2 separate regions of the Macaca fascicularis genome follow, and region 1 is linked to region 2. The links are chromatin contacts, called in public Hi-C maps. All regions are on one chromosome and are shown on one strand. The core of a region is the stretch at or near the end of the contact, and the rest is flanking DNA. Distances in the headings are between cores, read along the strand shown.

What was found. A called contact is a pair of places that touch in the nucleus more often than the background predicts.
Region 1: a Hi-C map of liver shows a contact between it and region 2, with 1.8 times the contacts expected there. The contact joins the promoter of IRF2 here to the enhancer-like site in region 2. A contact is called at or near these places in 2 of 2 Hi-C or Micro-C datasets (liver and skeletal muscle).

What each region holds. Positions count from the first base shown.
Region 1 is chr5:189,260,301-189,263,000 of T2T-MFA8v1.1, reverse strand. IRF2 (interferon regulatory factor 2) reads left to right here and starts at 1,297. Exons shown (of 10, transcript XR_012435265.1): 1 at 1,297-1,468.
Region 2 is chr5:189,180,067-189,182,766 of T2T-MFA8v1.1, reverse strand. IRF2 (interferon regulatory factor 2) reads left to right here. Exons shown (of 10, transcript XR_012435265.1): 8 at 1,230-2,371. Among named protein-coding and RNA genes, the nearest start is that of IRF2, 80 kb to the left of the region's middle. Within about 2 kb of position 1,261, at least 2 of the 6 cell types and tissues checked have an H3K27ac peak or open chromatin away from gene starts, as enhancers often do. A contact at or near this core is called in liver, where this site is marked.

The DNA of each region.
Region 1 (2,700 bases), core at 48-2,547, 80 kb before region 2:
GGATACTTCCATTTTTCCAGTCTATATAATTCAATACTTTTGTGACAGAGAGGTGTTGGAGTTTTTTTCTCATTTTTTTTTTTTTTTTTTTTAGGCAACTGGTTACATACAAACAGCTATGGTCTCCCAGGAAGGAACTTTCTCTGTTGAATACAGAAGTCTGGGAAAAGACTGATGAAACTGCATGCGAGGAAGAAACAGGTCTAACTAAATGTGAATGTATACTTTTTTTAAAGCAAGGAACCACAAAGGGTAGGTCCCAAGGAAGCTGCATTGCTTGCTGCACCTGTCACGCGGGCTGTACCTTCTCTCATTTATTTCCATTTACAGCCTTGAAAACTGAGGCCTTAGGCTTTGGTTGAAAACCGAGGCCAAGGGTGCCCAGCCGTTGAGTTAAGGAGGCCCAAGCCGAATTTTGCTGGAAGTGCTCCAGTATAAAGCCTCTCTCAGAACCAGCCGCCACCAAGACGTCTTGAAGTCAAAGTAACTCACACCCTTGTCCACCTCGCCCTGCAATGAAGAAACTTCGGTCGCACAGGCTCCATAACTCATCTTGGCGTGAGCTGTGACTTACTGGGGGATGGGCCTCCTTTTCGTTCTAGCTACCAAGTGGAGCGGAGTGCCAGGTGGTGTCAGAGGGCGGGGCGGCCCCTCCAATGGTGGCACCCTCAACCACGGATAAGGTTCCAATTAGGTAAGGACGCAAGCAATGCTGTCCTTTCGGTTGACTGCTCCTTTCATTCCTTGCAAGTGGTCAGCGTCACAAAACGAATTTTCATTCGCTCTAAGCTGTCACACCAGCCTTGCTAACCGGATGGTCGGAGCCCCGTGCTTTCGCCGGACGCCCTCTTGGAACCTTCAGGCCACCCTGAGGATGGGCAGTCGGGTGCCCGCCCTCCTCCCCTACCGCCGCGGGCCTGCGCCCCCCACCCCGGACCGCGACTCGGGCGCTCTAGCGGCGCGTGCGGGCGCCCCTGGGTGCGAGCCACCGACTCACGAGCCGCTGCTTGTTGCTCCCGCCGCCGCGACCTGGGGAAGCGAAAATGAAATTGACTTTTCCGAGAAATGATGAAAGCGGCGCTGCCCGCCAATGAGCTGCGGCGGCGAACTTCCGCACCTCCCGGCCGGGCCGCTCGCGCCCTCCCTCCGCCTCCACCTCCTGGTTGCACAAGCTTGAAACAAACACTGGGGAGGAAGGGCGGAGGGAGGAGGGCGGAGAGGGGAGGCGAGGGAGGGAGCGCGGCCGGAGGAGGGCGGGGGGTGGGGGGATTTCCAGCCGCGGCTCTTCGCAGTTTCCTCTCCTTGTTTTGCTTTCGATCTGGACTGTTCTCAGGCAAGCCGGGGAGTAACTTTTAGTTTTGCTCCTGCGATTATTCAACTGACGGGCTTTCATTTCCATTTCACACACCCTAGCAACACTTATACCTTGCGGAATTGTATTGGTAGCGTGAAAAAAGCACACTGAGAGGTAACATTTTTCAAATAATAGTTGTGACTGTGCGTGTGTTTCTCTCGAGGGCATGTTTCTGGGGACTGTGGGGGGCCGTGTGTGTATGCGTGTCCTGATGCCTTGACACGATGTTTTGCAGACGGAAAATGCCGGGGTTCATAAATATTAATACCGATTTTTGGAGGAACAGTCGGCGCAATTATGGATCGCCTGATTTTAGGGGAAGCAGGTTCTGCTGCTGTTGCTGCTGCTACTGGGGCTGCTGAGGCTGCGAGGAGGAGGAGGAGGTAGAGAGGGAGGAGGAGGAGGAGGAGGAGGAGGTTGGTGGAGGTTTAATTTCACTTTTGGATTTGCAGATGCGGAGAGGTGGCTCCATGGACACAGACCTGCTGTGTGTGCTTCTGCGCCCCAGGTGTTGTGTGTGGGGGTGCAGGTCCGCTGGAGTCGGGCCTCATTTAAAACAAAATTGTGTGTATGTGCGTGTTTGTGTGTGCGCGTGTGTGTGTGCAGCCACCGCCGTCAGCGGATCCGAAGGAGGGGAGCGGGTCCTTCTCGGTGCCCGCGGCGGCGTCTCTCCAGGCTGCCTCCAGCGTAAATAAGCAGGCACCGCCGCCCGCCCGGCTGCCCGCGCCCGCGCCCCGGCCGGGAGGAGCGCCTCCAGCCACGGCCAGAGGAAACTTGCTGGGGCGCCCCGCGGCGGTCCCGGGGCTCGCCTGCCTGCCGGGCTCGGAGTCGGGTCGCAGGCGTCGGGTGCCAGCGGCCCGGGCGGGACGGCGGGCTCCGAGCCGGGCCGGGCGCCGGGCCTGGCCGACGCGCCCTGCTTCCTGGGGGCTGGGCCGCCGCCGCCGCCGCTCGGAAGGGACGCCGCGTCCTCCTTCCCGCCGGCCAGCGCCCGGTCGGGCCCTGGGGCTTTGTCATTGCACTTGTCCCGGCGCGCGAGGGGCTCGGGCGGCGCGTCCCGGGAGGGCACCGCGCCGAGGGGTCAGCCGCCCGGGCCGCGGCCTAGCGCCGTGCGCCCCCGGGTCCCCGCAGGCGCCCCCGGCCGGCCTCGCGCGCTGGGCCTGACCCGCCTCGGCTACGGAGCGGGCGAGGTGGGGGCGGGGAGCCTCCGGGGACCGAGCGGCGCCGTGGGGGCCAGCGTCCCCTCGGGGTCCCGGGGCGCGGGCCGCGGCGGGGTGGGGACGCGAGTGCCCGCCCCGTGCCCTCCGACCCGGCTCCGGGCGCCGGGTGACATTCGCCCGCTGGCCGAA
Region 2 (2,700 bases), core at 12-2,511:
TGGCGGAGAGACATGTCATGTTTAAAGATCCATCACAAAGGGACCGCTTGCCTGATCTGTGGCATCAGAATTGTATTAGGTGGTTGATGGTTTAATAAAAGAAAACCACAGTAGAATAATGGGGGAGGATGGGTAAGAGGGGCTGGAGAGTAGACTCGAGAAGAAAGCATCATCTGAAGGACTCACTGGCTATAATGAGAGAGTGGAGATCTTCTACTGACCGGCAGCCATCAGTAAAGGCTTTGAATCCTTCGGGAAACAACACCAGGCTTGCATTTTGTTGGGCGGAGCAAAGACACAATAGCTTTGAGATTAAGAGTACTCCGATTTGAAAATAATTTACTCCTGGTAAAAGTAATTGAGAATATGATCAATAGAAAGACATTCAAATCAAACTTGTTGAACAAGAGCCTTCCAGAAAATGTAGCAGAATGTCAGAGGGCAAAAAGGCTTTCAGGTAAAAATGTATCATCTCCCTTCCAGCAGTATTCCTGAGATGGTTAGACAATATGTGTGTTCTCAGGGAGGCATTAAAAACTGGTCTGGAATAGAGAGTTAACTACAACCAGCGTCACCCTAGAACTGGAAGAGCTTTGGAGATCATCTAATCCAAATACTCCCCTTCCCTCCCAGCCCAGATGCTTTCAGGAAAACTGAGACCAGAAAGGTTAAGTGAATTACTCATGTGCCTGTTGGTGCCGTGTAAACACCTTCAGCTTATTCAGCTTGTTTGGAGTTGCTAGAGAGGCAACTCCAGACTTCTTTATTCCATTATATTTGAAGTAAGTAATAAACAAAAAGCAAAAGGAAATTCAAACTAATCAAAAGGGAAAATGAAATAACAACTTAGGTTGATAGTTCCATAGTAGCACTGATCTGGAGGCACAGCTGCAGTCAGCTGCCTTGTGTAAGAAGTCAGCGTGGAAGTGGGAGTGGTGGAGTCAAACCAAGGAAACAGAGGACATGGGGCGCGGTGCATCCACCAAAGCACTTTGAGTCACTGATTCTGGGGTCGCAGAGAGAACTGCTGCCCTCAGCGGGAGGTTCAGGGTTCTCTGCTCCTAAGGTACTCAAGGCCCCTTTTTAAAACTGTCGGTGTCCTAATATGGCGCATCTTCCTGACGACTTCAGATGCTGTGGACCTTAATCTAGACATGACACTCTTTAACTCGCATTTGTGTCAGCTGAAAACAGAAGTTCAGAGCGTGTGTATCTTTTCTTATCTGCAGCTATTTCCCTGAAGCTGAAAACTGGGTACTTAAAGGAAGTTAGCATCCCAGTCACATTCATGGGCTGTGCAAGGTCTCGCCCAGGAGCCTTACCCCAGGATCTGACTTCCAGCCCTTCCTGCACCTGCGACTTGGGCTGTGCTGGAATCCCAGCCCCCAAAGCATGCTTGGTGGCGTTTCTTTGTTTGTATTTGGAGGGGAAAGGAAAGAAGACCGTGATATTTATGGAAAGTCATTAGGAGTGAAGAGCCTCTGAACCCATATGAAAGGAAGAGAAACCTTGGCTTTGGAGCACAAAGAAAGCTCAGCATAAAATGGAAAGCGGATCTTGAAATTTCGTCAGAGGCCAGAAGAGCAGGGAAGCAGGGCTGCTGTGTGCAGTGTGCAGGCCCCGGAGTCAGAAGTCCGGTTTTGTTTTCTCTCCTCTGTGCTGTCTCAGTTGGCAACTCTGGCAAGTTTCTCAACATCTCTGTTCCTCATTTTTCTTCTTGGGAGTGGCTGTTCCGATTCCTGCCTCCTCGGGATACTGAGCCAACACGAGAGTTCTGTGAGGAGGGGAATTCTGTTTTCTGTTGTTTTTCATGTGTTTCTGCGTGGAAACAGTTCTTGTGCTTAGCACTGTCAGCTCATCTTCATAGCTGGGATCTTCGTCAGCTGAGGCTGAGGGCTTCTCTGGGCCTCTGTGGCTCCCAGCATGGGATGTTTTGGGGAAACATGCCCAGTCCGAGGAGTGGAGAGATCTGCCTTCTGCATGCTCATGGCCAGCCCCCCGCGATCACTCAGGCTTGTGTGAAGTCACTGGAGAACAGTGGCTGACAAACAGGCCCAGAGACTCCAGGCTGGGACCAGTGGAGTCCACGTTCTTACTTTCCTTGTTTAAGGAATGCACCTGTGGCACAGTTTGTCCATTTGTTCTTTTGCCTTTAATTGATAGACAGCCTGGTCTGGGGCTAATGCTCTCGGTGGAAGAAAGGGCTCTATCTGGGCTGGAGCCATCTCATCCCAGCGCTGCCACCAGGAAGATGTGAGACAGAAGCCAGCCCCTCAGCAGGGACCAGGTGGAAAGCTGGAAGGCACTGGAGCATAAGAGCTCTTCTGCATAACGGGGGATAAGAGCAGCTGCTTCCTGACGTAGGACCCCTGTGAGACCTGCATGCAAAGCCTGTGGCATGGCATTGACCCGTAGTGCTCCCCTCTTTTAGAATGTTCGCTTCCTTTAGAACATGAGCTTCACTTTTGGATTTTCTCGTGTTTTGAAATATACGTCACCTAAAATTTACCATACTTTTGGGTATGGGGTTATTAAATTCAGAGTTGGAACTAAATGGGAGGAAAGGCAGTTAAGGGTTACCATCAGGAAGAGAAGCTATTGCAGTTACTCTTTAGGCCTTGTCTGTACAGTGAATGGCTCAGGTTAAGTGATCTCTAAATGCCTAAATATTGCACAAGCTCTGCCCTCTGTGATTTTATT